Linked DNA regions of Anser cygnoides: regions 2 and 3 are each linked to region 1. Evidence: chromatin contacts called from public Hi-C data. All regions are on one chromosome and are shown on one strand. Each heading gives the region's core, a stretch centred on a gene start, on an enhancer-like site or on the middle of the called end of the contact. The rest is flanking DNA. Distances are from core to core; before and after follow the strand shown. Region 1 holds the start of ABCD3 (ATP binding cassette subfamily D member 3). Region 2 holds the start of TLCD4 (TLC domain containing 4). Region 3 holds the start of LOC106039444 (very-long-chain enoyl-CoA reductase).

Region 1 (4,926 bases), core at 947-3,446:
TTTTCAAATTTCAAGTCTGCAACATTTACCTTTGCCTTTACTGGGCTCATAGTCACAACTTCACCTTTCTGAATTCAAGAAGCTGAAGTTCATCTCACACTGAACAAGCCAACGTTTTCTGGCATTATATACTAAGGTGAATGAAGGAATTCACACACGTAAAACTAAACTATCCCATAGGTTGCTACTATTCACATGCCTTTCTGAGCCAACCTCACGCTGCAGATACAATACAGTTCTTATCCAGACTACATAGATTGCCAGACAAAATCCTTCTCCTTTTGAAGAAGTAAATAAATTTAGGCCAGCCATACTCTCTCAACTTCTCTCTCTCTCTCTCAAAGACTCTGAGAAAGACGCAACACAAATTAGAGGGCATACTAGGCCCTGGAGATTTTTTATCATTACTGCATGATGGTTTACCACATTATTATATGCCAATACCATATACCAGCACAAGTATGCTGGAATACATAAAGATTTGGCACAATGACAGTCCTTCCCAAAAGTATGCTATAATTTATTAGCAACAAAGCATTAGGAAATGAATGATACATGAACTAATGAGACTAAAGGTGGACGTAAACCACATTACAGATTTCAGGGGTAGGGAGATGACTTTGGACAAGTTCTAGCCTACTCTATCAACTCAATACTAGCGCTTAGAGTATACTAAATGTACTTCAAAACTACACTTGACCTCCATCTACATTTGAAGATGTGTTCCAAACTGAATGTAATCTAGTGTGTGCTCCTCAACAAAGGGAAAGCAATCAGGAGGTTCTCTTTAAAAGCACACTCTTCATCTGAAGAATCTGAAGTAGATTCTCCCAGAATATCTGCTTGGCCTTGTCTTTCTTACAAACACCATTACCATACGCTAAGTGTGAAAATCTTGCATTACAGTACCAATAATATTCCCAGCTCATCACTTTCAAGCCCTTCTATATAGCTTTTCACCTTTTTACAGTGTTACTTCACTAACCTCAGCAGAGATACTTGAAAAAGACCATCCTTCCCTATGAGTTTGATAAAAGAGTAACTCTACTTGGGATCTCGCTTCTATTCTTATGGAAGCAACAAAACGTAGCAAATTCCGTAAAGGGTTATGCTACTGATCACTCGTGTGTTACATGACAAAGTTACTTAACTTCACAAAGCTCTAAAGATATCACGTACATGTAAGGAGTTAGGTAAAATAACACTGGATTGTTGCCTAACTGCAGGTATGTTATTACTTAAGTCTATTGGGTAAGCCCATTTCACCATCAAGATTTAGCACTGGGATAAGATTATAGCAACCACACAACATCTAACTGTACCACCGTAACACAGCAGGTCTTCTGTATATGATCAGCAAACTACATCCACAAAGACACTGAAATCATCAAAGGATTGAGTCAGGAGCACATCCTTGATCTGCCGCACGTTGTGGTAGCCAGGTGCTTCACAGAGGGCTGGCAAACAGACAGGAGCACACATGTACCTGTACAACACCCTCACGGGCACGAGAAGCAGCTACAAGCTCTTCATAAGGGCTGTCAGCGTACCCTACTGCCACCCGGCCGTGTTTGAGCAACAACTCGGCTCCACTACTTGCCTGTGCAGACAGCACGCACCTAAAAAGTCAGCTGCTCGTCACTGTTAGTCCACTGAGGGGAAAATGGAACAAACGAGGAGAATTTGAGCAACGAGGTGGCGGCGCTTGGATGCGCGGCCGCACCTAGAGGATGGGGAGCTCCGGAGCCTCCCTGCAGACCTCTCTCCCCGGGAGGAGGCCGGCAGCTGCCCCGGCTCGGGCCTCCGGGCCGAGGCCGGCCCCGGCCCCGGCCCCTGCCCCGGCTCCGGCTCCGTCCCCCCGGGGCCGCCCCCCACCCTCCCTGGCCCGGCTCGGCCCGGCCCGCTCACCCGTGCTGGGCGGCCGCCCGCCGCTTGTTGAGCAGGCAGAGCAGCGCGCAGGCGGCGGCCGTGGTGGCGCCGGCGATGGCGGAATGGCGCACGGTGAGGTACTTGCTGTAGGCGGCCATGGCGCGAGTGCAGGCGCGGAGCCCCGCCGAGCCGAGCCGAGCCGTGCCGAGGCGAGCGTGCGCTGGGAATGCCGGGACGAGGGGCGGGCCGCGGGCGGGTTGTGCAATGGGAGCGACGGCGAACGGATCCGTCCTCAGGCCCCGGCGGAGCGCCGGCCGCGGGCAGCGGGTGAAAGGCAAGGGGGAGGTTCCCCGGCCGCAGCCTCGCCCCGCCACCGGAGGCCGGGCCTCCTGAGGGGCCTCCCGGGGTCCCGGCCGCGCCCCTGGGTCGGGAGCCTGGGCCTGCGCTGTGGCCCCCCCGCCGCGCACGGGGTGGGCGCTGCCCGCCTGTGGAGGCAACACGAAATAAACCTTCCCGAGAGCTTTCTCGTGTGAGTTTTGCCCTGCTGTTTTTTAGGGCCATGCGAGCAGCTGCCAGGGTTAACGTTGAGAGGGCGGAACAAGCCGTCAGCTGTGTGAGTACGGGCAAACAATCCCTGACACCGTCAGTCGGAGCCACACCAGGTGCGGCCGTGCCAGCCAGCCCCTACAAAACCAGTTAGACTCGCGCAGTGCTTTTTCCCTCAGAGTCGATAACAGTTTGACACGTTGAGTTATCCCAACAAAACACCCATGCCAGCAGAACCGTGTTTAGATTAGATCATCCCCTCTGGGGACATAGCCCTCAAAAAGACACCTGATACTGCGATGAAGTGTCGGTACCTCATGCAGGTTCGGGTCGATCTTACGTTTAGAGCCTGTACTGGTGCAATGGTTGATGCTGGAATGACAATTACTCTGGTCAACCTTTTAAATGCAGAACACAATGCAGTTAAAATCAAGGTATCTGCTTTTAGTCTGAGAAAAGCTTTTCATAAAGGCTTTTAAAAATATTTAAATGCTTTTGAATGTTGCATTTTTGTCATTGTAGTATCAGATTGTGTGCATAGGTCAGTCCATTTCTCAAATATTCATATTTCTTTCAAATATGTATGCCAGGAGTAGCAGGGCTGAAGCTGCAGTTGGTTGAGAAATAATCTGTTTCTTCATAGTGAATCACCACATATACTTTTCTTTCTCATTCTCTCTCCACATCCTTGGTATCATCAGGCATTTGGGGGCAAGTTTATTTTTTGGAGCCAAAACTGGATTCTCAAAACATCAAATTGTTCACATTTTCTACAGCACTGGAGTCAGGGCTGTTTAATCTAGTTTTATGGCATTAATTTGTTGTGTAACCTCAAATTGGTAATCTCTCTGTTTTAAAGCATCATTTGTGTTTTAAGGGAAAAATCATAAACTATTGAAGTTGTTTTCTGATCCTAAGGAAAATATACAGCAGAATCAGAAAACATTAATAAGTTTATTGCATATCAAGATTTTGCTGTATATGTTGCTCAAAGTTGGAGGTCCTGTCATGTTTTCTTAAGCCTTGGATACTTTGGCAGGAGGTAAGTGTAAGAACCTAAAAAGAGGTCGTTTCCTCATCACATCAAATTTCTTATATTCATATCACTATGAAAATGAAAGTCTACAAATTTTCGGGTTTTCTGAATCTTACAGTTTTGCGGCTACTTTTCACCTCTCTATGTGTGCTGAGATCAAAAGCAGAGTGGTATCATGACCCGTTTCTTTACAAATCCTCTTCTCTCCATAACCTGAGGTTAGTTGCACCTTTCCACAGAACTAGCAATCTAATATAGTCCAACTTTATTTACATTCAACGTCCATCTATTTGGGCCATGCTGACCTTTGTTGTTTGCTTGTCTGTGTGACTTGTGTTCTGCTATGTTTATCTTCTTCAGCGTCCTTATTTCACTTTTTAAGGCTGCCCAATACCATGTCCTATTACATATTTTTCTTCTAACTTGTCTTTAAATAATTTTACATATACGTATCATCTTTTTTAAGAAACTTGTACCGTGCATCCAGTCCTCTACTGTTTCTTCTACTTTCTGTCTCCACTTTTCAGTGTTGCTTTTTGCTACTTTGTGTAACTAGCTTTCTTAGTTATTCCTAATGTAACTGTGCACTTAGTGTAAAACATGAGGTTTTCATTGATCCATTATTTCATCGACTTACAGCTACACTCATGGATAAGCATATTCTTGATAAAGTCACTCACACTGATCAAATGCTTTTGTGACAGAAATTCCTTCTTTGTTCTGCAGTTTGAGATCTTCTGTATTTCAATACTTACACATTGCAGCCACTTTCTGTTCTTGGCATTCTTGGTAGAAGGCAACTGTGAGAGTTTTCCAAGGTAGCAAGTAACAACAACATTAATTAAAATGTATTTCAAATATAAAAGCTAGAGGTGGACAGGTAGCTTGGAAGAAAGCAAAGCAAACAGTACCAGGACTGTCATCTGTATTAATGATGGCACATACAGTTTCTTAGAAGAAGGAAGAACAAATTGATAACTGTGCTTTTGATATGGTCCACGGTATGGTTCAACTTCTCATTGGCTGTGTAAGAACATTCATAGAAAGAAAGCTATTTATACTTAAAATATCACTATGGATGACTGAAGTCTGGAGGAAGAGAAAAGCTTATTTACTATCAAAGCCTAAAACCCAGTAAAGGAAATAGGGAGACCTCATAACAGCAAGTGTTAGGCTGTGGTCCTGTGTCTGAAGTGTCAAGCAGCACTATCCATGTAAACACTTCCCAGCCAAGCTGGCTGCTTTTTTCTACACAGGATGACACATTCTCAGTTATGCTGGTTTGTGAGACCAGCTTATGAAGTAACTCAGAAAATTAACACCGTGAGACAGAAGAGAGTCAGGGAGTTGATCCAGGTTAAAATACAAGAGCTTTTGACAAGCTTTGCAGTGCAACCCCACTAATACTTGAGTGGGCAAAACATAATGTGTTGTGCTTCAATTTCACAATAAGTGAAATGTCTGTGTAATAAATA
Region 2 (4,926 bases), core at 1,101-3,600, 210 kb before region 1:
TACATTGCCTACAGAGCTTACTAACTTGTTTTAACACAGTAGTTTATTTTCTGAAAAAGGACTGTGGTGCTTTCTTCCTCTTCTGTAATTTAGGAGCATGTATCTCTATTGTCCCTAATCATTAGTTTTATGTAGCTAATTAAGAGGAAAGCAAAACTAATTTTTGAGATTCGTGCATCATCAATGTAACTATTAATTAAAGCCTTGTTGCTTCCAAATGTCAGTAATGATTAAGTAGTGAGATATTTTTTGTGAGGCTGTCTACAAACAGGTTACTCACTTGGGTGGAAGACCTTACTATGGCAACACTTTTTAATAGTCTCTGCTTCAGACAACTGCCAATTTACATACCTCACTGACTTTAAAAAGAAGGACAGAGGATAACGTGTAGAACTGCAAGACATGAATTGGAAAAATTCACTTTACTTCAGATCCTAAGACGGCAAACGGTAGCTAGGAATTATACAATTTACTCATAAATTATGCAAGAATTACTTGAATCCATGGCTGACACAAGTTTTCATTAAAAATGAGAAAGAAATGTTCAGCTTCCAAGGCTGATGGGGATACAAAAACTTGCTAAGAATGAACAAGAAAAAAAAAATACAACAACCAGAGAAACCACAACAGACAGGTGCAGGCATCTGGTCTATTGTGTTTGTGAAGTCTCCAAGAAGTTCTCGAGCTCATCGATCCCCATTGCAAGGCCAATCGCTGAGCCTTCCTCCCTGGCAGGTGGCTTAAGGGCAGCGATGAACAGACACCACTGGAGTTTGCTCTTTCCTAACCATAAAGTGTGATATCACACAGTATCACAGTATCACAGACTTCTAGGTTGGAAGAGACCTCAAGATCATCGAGTCCAACCTCCGACCTAACACTAAGTACTCCACTAAACCATGTCGCTAAGCTCTACATCTAAACGTCTTTTAAAGACCTCCAGGGATGGTGACTCCACCACCTCCCTGGGCAGCCCATTCCAATGCTTAATAACCCTTTCGGTAAAGAAGTACTTCCTAACATCCAACCTAAAACTCCCCTGTCGCAACTTTCGCCCATTCCCCCTCGTCCTGTCACCAGGCACGTGGGAGAACAGACCAACCCCCACCTCTCTACAGCCTCCTTTAAGGTAACTGTAGAGAGCGATGAGGTCGCCCCTGAGCCTCCTCTTCTCCAGGCTGAACAAGCCCAGCTCCCTCAGCCGCTCCTCGTAAGACTTGTTCTCCAGACTCCTCACCAGCTTCGTTGCCCTTCTCTGGACTCTCTCGAGCACGTCCATGTCCTTCTTGTAGCGAGGGGCCCAAAATTGAACACAGTACTCGAGGTGCGGCCTCACCAGAGCCGAGTACAGGGGCACAATCACTTCCCTAGACCTGCTGGCCAAACTGCTTCTTATACAGGCCAGGATGCTGTTGGCCTTCTTGGCCACCTGGGCACACTGCTGGCTCATATTCAGCCGACTATCCACCAATACTCCCAGGTCCTTCTCGGCCAGGCAGCTTTCCAGCCACTCATCTCCCAGCCTGTAGCTCTGCTTGGGGTTGTTGCGCCCCAGGTGCAGGACCCGGCACTTGGCCTTGTTGAACTTCATGCAGTTGACCTCAGCCCATCGGTCCAGCCTATCCAGATCCTCCTGCAGAGCCTTCCTTCCCTCGAGCAGATCGACACACGCACTTAGCTTGGTGTCATCTGCAAACTTACTGAGGGTGCACTGGACGCCCTCATCCAGATCGTCAATAAAGATATTAAAGAGGGCTGGCCCCAGTACCGAGCCCTGGGGGACACCACTAGTGACCAGCCTCCAACCAGATCTCCTACTCTCTTACTCTCTCTTGATCTCCTACTCTCTTTTAGCAAACGCACACCTCATCTGAAATTAGTCCCAACGGCTGCACGATCACAACCTCCTCGCCAACGGCTGGCTGCTGACAGGGATGGAATGAATGCCGGTGTGGTGCTTCACGTTTCCTACTGGAATGAAAGGCTAAAGCGTTAGAAGAAATACAAACAGGGCTCGTGAGAGGCGGCAGAACACCGACGTTCCTGTGTCTATGCATCGTTGTACGGTATGTGAGCGGTAATTCCACGTACGCATACATACCTGGATAGGGGTCATGTCTGCGTGTGTTTGCAAACTCCCTCAAGACCCAGCGGAACCACGCGGGTATTTCGTACCGTATAACTTAATCACGGGGGCTACACCTCCTGCCGCACGGAGGGCCAGCGGCACAGAAGCCCTCACCTCACGCCGGTGTCTGCCTGCCCTGGGGCTGTGGGGGCTGCCGTGCCGGTGCCCGCGCTCCCGCCCAGCGGGGAGCTTTGAGCCGCGCCGGCCGCCGTAGGCCGGGAGGTGCCGCCCGCGGCCGCGCCATGGAGCCGCCGCTGCCCCTGCTGAGCGGCACCGCCGCCATCCTGCTCCTCCTCCTCCTCCTGCTCGTCCCCTTGGCGTTCCTGGCAAGGAGACGGCGTGGGCGGCGGGCGCCTCCCCTCAGCCTGCTGGTGGTGGCCGGCTCCGGTGAGTAGGGGTCGCCGCCAGCGGGTCGCGCGGCGGGGAGCCCGCGGAGGACGGCGGGAACTACAGCTCCCGGCATGCAGCGCGGAGCGAGGGCGACTGCGGGGTTCACTGGGCGTCCCGGTGCGTGCCGGGAGTTGTAGTCGCGGTGGAGCCGTAGCCCTGGGCTTCTTACACGCTGACCGGCGAGAAAATAATGCCGGTCTTTGTGCTGTTTGACGGCGTTTTTGTAACGTCAGGTGATTTTACTCCGGCCAGGACTGGTAATGTGCTTGTTTTTCTTCAGTCCTGTCAAATCTAGTTTGCACATATTAAAAAAATAAATAAAAAGGTTTCCCAGGTGAAGAAATTCATCAGTCGGTTAAGATTCACACAACGCTCAGACCCATTATTACAGACTTCTTTGAATGCTCAGACGACTTTATTAAAATCTGTGAAAGCTTCAACAAGCCATCGCTTACGAGAAAATCCCTCCAAAAATGTTTGAAAACTGGTGCATAAAATCATGTGGGGAGGGAGCAAATTCTTGCTCCTCGTCCAGCAGCGTCAGATCCTTGCTGGGCCGGGACACCTGGCTTCAATAGCAAAGGTCTCAGAGGAGGCTGATGAAAGCCGACAACAGGAGGCAGCAGGGATACGTCCAGCTCACTGTTCTGGTCTGCAACTTCCAGCAGCGCACAAAGCAACACATCCCATAAACGCTCGTGTACATACTTCGGGGTGCAGCCTGATGTTAGGCTGATCCAGCCCCAGGTGAGCAGACTTCCTTCTACACAGCCACACCGTCTTCCCCCTCCCCACTTCACCGTTATTCATATACCCCCAGTTCTAGAAACTAAACTGACAAAAAAAAAAAAAAAAAGAACATGCCCTTCTCTTCAGCCTACTGCCAGTTCAGCTCCCCGAACAAAGTGACCTTGCAGTTAAAAGCTCGACACCCATGCGAGGGCAGTAGGTGAGGCATTTTGGCTGGGGCTGGACTGTCTGGTGCGTGGCATTCAGCTTTTGCGCTGACCTAGCTGCAGAGTGAAATTGCTGCCTGCTCGTTTCCAGCATTACAAGCTGGGACGGCGCAGTCCCCGAATCTGGTCTCCCAGGCCATAGGCTGAACACTCGGGCGGGTCAGTGAGAGTTACACATCCAAGGTGCAGCTCCTATTCAGTTTTATTTTGACAGCTGGACTTGGGTATGGTCTCTGAATATGGACTGCAGTGTAACTCTACCCAATTATTTTTGCGTGTTATATAGGACATTAAACACAAATGTCTCACTTCTGTATGATCCTGTTTCAATCTCATTTAACTGAAGAACTTCCATCCATATAGCTTCAGTGGGACCTGAATTGCCATTATGTTACTTAAACAGTCTCAATCATCCTTTAATTGAATCTTCTCCTTTCAGAAGAGTGTGACTGATACTATTAGTACTAAAAAATTTTAAAAGGGAAAGCGACTAATTCAACTGAAGAAATGGAAAGTTACATAATATTTCATGTACTAACAGCAGTTTATTTTGTTTTTACAGGAGGGCACACAACAGAAATCCTGAGGTTACTTAGTTGTTTGTCAGAGTCATACTCGCCTAGACATTATATTTTTGCAGACTCAGATAAGATGAGTGAAGCTAAAATACGTTCTTTTGAACAAAAAAGGGCTGAAAAGTTCTCCAATTCCCAGGTAACTCGTTAAATATGCTCTTATAAGATAAATTGATCTCAACTTGACATTCTAATTCAAGGCAATTTAGAAGTGATTCTTTAAAAGGTTATTTTTAAGATCAGCATGTGCCTTTGATTTTCTAGCTATTGATAATCATTTTCACTAAAGTTCAGCTAAAGTGCCATTCTGTACATACTGGATTTTATGTTGCTAAAAGTGAGCTAAATAAATGAAATTGATTTATGTTGTACTAGAGAGACCCTGAAAATGCAAAGTACTTAAAAATAGCAAATGCCATTATCGCTTCCAATTTTCACTCCTACCTTCCTTACTTTCTTTTAAAATGGTCTTTACCACTGGTTACCATGCTAATCCATTTAAAACAATGGGGGAACATAATTGTAGCAAAAGTGACTGTAGAAAGAAGGCTATCTATTGCTTAAGAAAAGCACGCTGAAAAAAAACTCTCTTAATTCTGTAAACTAGTTAGTCACAGAAGCGTTACTTGTAGCTATAAAAAAATATTTGTATAGAAATATGGTGTGGGTTTTTTGTTTTTTTTTTTTTGGTGGTGTTATTTTATTTTTTACTTTGGCATTTCCCTCAGCGACATAAGTGTATATTTGAAAGGATTATTATCTAAGGTTTTATCTAAGAAAACCTTGATTGAAATTGTATTCCTTTTGTGTTTCTAGACTGTGTTTTACTTTGTTTTTAAAACTGAGCATTAGTTACACAAGTGTTTAAAAGTATTTA
Region 3 (4,926 bases), core at 1,706-4,205, 190 kb after region 1:
GATCTGCTGCTATTGTTCTGCCTAGTGAGGTAGAGCACACATCATTCCACTTTCTCATGTTTCTTCATCTGTAAAATTAGGCAGTAATTATGTCCATGCTTTTGAGGTCTTCTAGTAATGAGTGCTATAAAGAAGTTCAGTACAACTGGAGCAAAAGAGCAAACCTGCCAACCAGACAATGACTAGAGATGTTTAGAGGGGTATTACACATGTGCCTGATCCTGCATTTGGATATCACAGGACCTTGGGACAGTGATAGAAATGCAGGAGGCAGTGAAAAGCACGGTCATTTTTCCTAAAAAAAAAAAAAAAAAAAAAAAAAAACAAAAAACAGGGAAGCGAGTATTGCAGGGGAAAAGGCACTGCAGGTGCCCACCACGCACCCACAATGGCTAGAGTCAGCTTAATTTGCGGAAGCGTTAGTGACATCCAAAAAGCTTTCATAGCTTTGAAAAGCAACATCTGAACTTTTAGGTCATGGTAAGTAACTACAAAAGCAGTTTTGTTTCTGATTTTTTTTTAGACTCTGTTAATGTTATAGTAACAATTGCTTTGTATTTTGCACAGGGAAAAAAACGCATTCAATTTTAGGTGAGTCCTGTGCTGGAGAAAATGAAGTGTAAACCTGCAGAAACATAGTTAGGATTGCCACCGGTAGGCTAGCACCAACCTCTTTGGGTAACACAAGCCACTCTTAAGAGATTGTGCATTAGCCAACATAATTCCAGCAGAGTTGGTGGGGCTGTTTATGTAAGCGGATCCTCGCCCGTCCCGCTCCCCAGGTGCATGTCACTCCGCACTTGCAGCGTGCACAGGGAGAGAGGGGCCCCAACCCCTTGCGGCCGCGCCAGGCTGTGCTCCTCTGAGCCCCGCCGCGGTGCCGAGCCGAGCCGGGCCGAGCCGGGCCGGGCCGGGCCGGGCCGAGCCGAGCCGAGCCGCCCGGCGGCACGTTCCTGCCCCGAGCCGAGCCACCAGGTGCCCGGAACATTCCTGGTCCGGCCGAGGCGCGCCGCCAGCGCCGCCCCGCAGACCGCAAGGAGCCCGGAGCCCCGGGGCACCGCTCGGGGACCCCCGTCCCCGCCCCGTCCCGTCCCAGGCCGCCCCCTCGCCCCGGTGCCGCCCCGGCTCCCGGCGCTCCCCTCCCGCTCCCGCCGCCCCGCTCCCCCCGGCCGCCCGCGCCCACCTCGAAGAAGCCGGCTCTGCCGCCCATCCTGCGGGCCGCCGCCTCCCGCCGCCGCGGCACCCTCCCGGCCCCGCCCCGCCCCGTTCAGCCAGCGCCCGGCCCCCCCCGGCCGCCCCGCCCCGCCCCGGTGTGGGCGAGCCGCTGGGCCCCGGGCGGCAGCAGCACTGCGGGGCGCTGGCAGCAAGGCGTCCCGCAGCCTTCAAACACGGGGAAAAGCAGGTTCAGAGCCACGACTCGGCGGCGTTTGATTCGAAAGGGTGCTTTATTTTTCTTTGAGAGGCACGGGGGTACTGCAGGAATCAGTAGTGCTTCACGGTGTGTGCCGATCAGAGGTAGAGAAATGAGATAACCAGCAAAACCCACAACTGATCAAGAGCCAGAAAACACCCTCCTTTCTTTTTCTGCTAGCATACCTCCCATTTCTGTGTGATTTGACAGACAGCAGACCTGGGCTGGGTCCCTTCTTCTGTGACGTGCTCCCGTTGCTGTCAGAATTAAGCTCATAGCATTAAGCAGTACAGAGGCTGGTATTGTTTTTTCCTCCAACTAGTATTTATTCCATTATCCTCTTGTGAGAGCTAAAGTAATTAAACATTAGCGGATTCTACCTGCTATAAAGAAACATTGCTTTTTCATGGCTCTAAGTTTCCATTATACAGAAAGGTTTATACCATGCGCTCTTTGGAAGCCCTCTGCTAACCCCAAATTTTATCTGCTTCCATAGGATTATACCCATCAAAGCTTCTTAAACAAAATATTGAAGAATAAATTTCAGATGCACAAAGCATGAGGCCCCTACTAGCAAGCCTGAGGGCGGATCAGAAACATCCAATGGGACAGAATTTACTACCGGTGTGAAGACCGGCTGAAGGTGTGTGAAGGTGTGTGCTCCTTTTCAAGGCAATTATGTGTTTGGATGGTTAGCGCTGGGATCTGGTTAGACCTTCTGGATTTTTATGTTAAAGGAAAACAGAATTACTGCCTTTCTAAAGAAGCAGACGTTCTTTCGGTATATTTGTCTTCCAAATGGCTTGCGTTCATATACTGAGGAAAACTATCTCCAATATGTGAAAGTAATCAAGGTAAATACAGAAAAGCAACCAGAACACAAATATAAAAGCCATTTAAGCTAACCTTCTATCAGAAAGCTCTCGGACAGTACTTCAGACCAACAGGTCGTGCAAACGGTCCCTCCAGATCAGCACGGCGTACCACCTGGAGAAGGAAAACCTGTAACAGACCATTCGAATTCCAGTGCTGACAACATTGCAACCTACAGCCTCATGCTCCCCTGAACCTCACTTACAGATCCCCCCTTCTGAATCTGTAGCACAGAAGGACTTTAGCGCTCAGGGTCCATCATTCCAGAAGAAACCCAGCCTTGGACAAAAAATCCCCACGCCGCAATCCTTCAGGCTTCACCCAGCTGGAGCAAGGTAGCGAGGTTTGATCAAACCTCGGGTTTGATGAAGTAAGCGCTCGGCTCCCTGCGCGGGCCTGGCAGCCCACCCCCTGGCAGCCACCATTCGTCACTTACGGCGCCGCGATCACACTAGCACGGGTTGGGCCGCTTCAGTGACTCCACGGCGCAGCCCAAGCGGCGGTGCCGGGAAGGGGCCGCGCTCGGGGACCTACCTCGGCCGCCATCCCGCAGGACCGGGCCCTTCCCGGGCTGGGCCGGGGCCTCCGTTCCCCCGTGGGCTCGCGGGAGTCCGCGTCCCGCCCGCCCCCGGCGCCCAGGGGGCGCTGCCGCTGAGGGCCGCTGAGGGCCGGGGCCGGGGCCGGGCGGCGCGCAGGCGCGCGGGGTGGCGGCGGCGGGGCGAGCCGTGCCCGGTCCGCCCGCCGCTCGCCGGGCTGGGCCCGCCCCGCCGCCCATTGTCCTCGCCGTGTGACCGGGTCCGGCTGCGGAGCGTCCCCGCCGCCCGCCCCGGGTGCTGAGTCACGGCGCTGCGCTGCCCGCCCCGGCAGGTACCGCGGGGCTTCGCCATGGGGACGGACAGCGCCCGCACCCTGCTGGAGCGTGCGGCCACCCTCAACCTGCAGACCGGCAACCTGCTCAACTGGGGCTGCGGCCGCAAGAAGTGCCCGGCCACCCCCAGCGAGGAGGTGAGCGCGGCGGCTGCCGGCCCCGGGGCTTTCCCGCGGGAGGTGCTGGGGGAAGGCCCGGGGGGGGCTGCGGCGGGGCCTGAGGGAACGCCCGGGAACCCTCAGCCGGTGCCGGGGCTACTGGCTGCCTGCTGGCGCCCCGCAGCGCCGCCGGGCCCGCTGGGGAGCGGAGCCGAGCGGTGCTGGGCCCGGCTCGGGTTGCCGCGGGGAGCCCGTCCCGCCGCAGGCCGGAGCTGCCCCCGGGGCGCTGGCCGCCCGTCGGAAAGGCCCGGCTGTGGTGGGGTCGCCTCCTGGCGGAGCCCAGCCGCGCCGCGCTGGTGGCCTCGGGGGGTAAAGGATCGAAAGCTGACAGGAGAAAGGGCTCTCTGTAATGGCAGCGGGATTCCTGATGCTTCTGTGGCGATAGATGTGTCAGTAGTTAGAAACCGCCACTGCAAAGGATGAAACCGAAATTCTCCTTTATAACTTGGAATTAGTCTTAATAATTCGCTGGTGGTGACACATCTTGGGGAAATTCGGTCATTGCTGTCTTCTCTAAAGACTATAGTGGTCCTTTGTTTCAAAAAAAACCTGAAAGATCGTTTTAATTAATACTTGAAAACCATATCTTAAACAGTATGTGTCAACCTTTGCAATAATTCTGTGTAAATGGTTGGAGATCCTGCGGCCACAGGCTTCGAAACCACTGTGTTTGTTGTCTGGTCACAGCACAGTGCTTAGGGAATGGTCGCTGACCAGACACAAGAGCTTTCATTGCAGCTGGTTAAAGCCTGGTAGTGACACAGGTCGTGTGTCAGGAGCTGGTTGAGGGCATGTTAATTGAGAGCAAGCGGTAAGAAAGGTGACTGTCTGAGAGGATGATGTAATAAGGTGGGAGAATTCATCATACTTTTGTCATGTGGTAATAGCTTTTTAATTTGTCCTAGTTACTTATTACAGCATTCTGTGATCTATGTGAAAGAGGATTAGATTTTGTAGCAAAATAAGGCTGCCTATTACAATGTGCCTGTCCAGTAACTTTTGGAAAGCTATTACATAAAGAATGGCCAATGTGCGTAACTAATCAGTTAAGGTATTTCTCTCCATTTGTTTACAGAGAAATCTGCATTTAAACATAAGGCTGCCAACTTCCCAGAGTTGCTGGTACTCCAAAAGCAAATAATTAGCATTATTTATCAGAAATAAATCAGCTTTTATCACTTCTATTCAGTGTAGTTAGTGTCTATAGTTCTTAGTGTAAGAATGTAAGCCAACATTTTTCAAAATATGAACCCTAGGGCTAGGAGTTTAGGGATGTAACTGTATTTGGAGTCATATGCTGTGCTTTCCACGTGTGTCAAGAGGTGATGGTGGTGTGCTTTGGAGGCAGAGGTTTGTTCATACTAACTGCAGTAGAAATACAAGGTGTGAGTGTTGCAAAGCAGTAGTAAATGATACATCTTTATCACCTTTTAACTTTTCCTCAGAAAGGAAAAGATAACATATTTTGACATAACATAATGTTAAAGACTGCCAGCATCATGGGTATCTGTTTGGGGGGGCAAGCCAGTTCTTTCTTGCCTTTCGAGTCAGTTATTTTTTTCCTAGTGTTTTAAGTGACAAGGACAGAATGTACCGCATTTGTGTTCACAGAGTGT

Evidence for each region. Hi-C and Micro-C count contacts between places; a contact is called where the count stands out from the background.
Region 2: a Hi-C map of liver shows a contact between it and region 1, with 2.7 times the contacts expected there. The contact joins the promoter of TLCD4 here to the promoter of ABCD3 in region 1. A contact is called at or near these places in 2 of 7 Hi-C or Micro-C datasets (both in liver).
Region 3: a Hi-C map of liver shows a contact between it and region 1, with 3 times the contacts expected there. The contact joins the promoter of LOC106039444 here to the promoter of ABCD3 in region 1. A contact is called at or near these places in 2 of 7 Hi-C or Micro-C datasets (both in liver).

What each region holds. Positions count from the first base shown.
Region 1 is chr8:2,514,200-2,519,125 of Taihu_goose_T2T_genome, reverse strand. ABCD3 (ATP binding cassette subfamily D member 3) reads right to left here and starts at 2,196. Exons shown (of 23, transcript XM_048067267.2): 1 at 1,909-2,196. The coding sequence starts at 2,027.
Region 2 is chr8:2,728,430-2,733,355 of Taihu_goose_T2T_genome, reverse strand. TLCD4 (TLC domain containing 4) reads right to left here and starts at 2,350. Exons shown (of 7, transcript XM_067001626.1): 1 at 2,243-2,350. It overlaps ALG14 (ALG14 UDP-N-acetylglucosaminyltransferase subunit), which reads left to right and starts at 2,371. Exons shown (of 4, transcript XM_048067279.2): 1 at 2,371-2,515; 2 at 4,037-4,188. The coding sequence starts at 2,371.
Region 3 is chr8:2,329,468-2,334,393 of Taihu_goose_T2T_genome, reverse strand. LOC106039444 (very-long-chain enoyl-CoA reductase) reads right to left here and starts at 2,955. Exons shown (of 14, transcript XM_048067270.2): 1 at 2,819-2,955; 2 at 2,318-2,413. It overlaps GCLM (glutamate-cysteine ligase modifier subunit), which reads left to right and starts at 2,997. Exons shown (of 7, transcript XM_048067050.2): 1 at 2,997-3,289. The coding sequence starts at 3,170.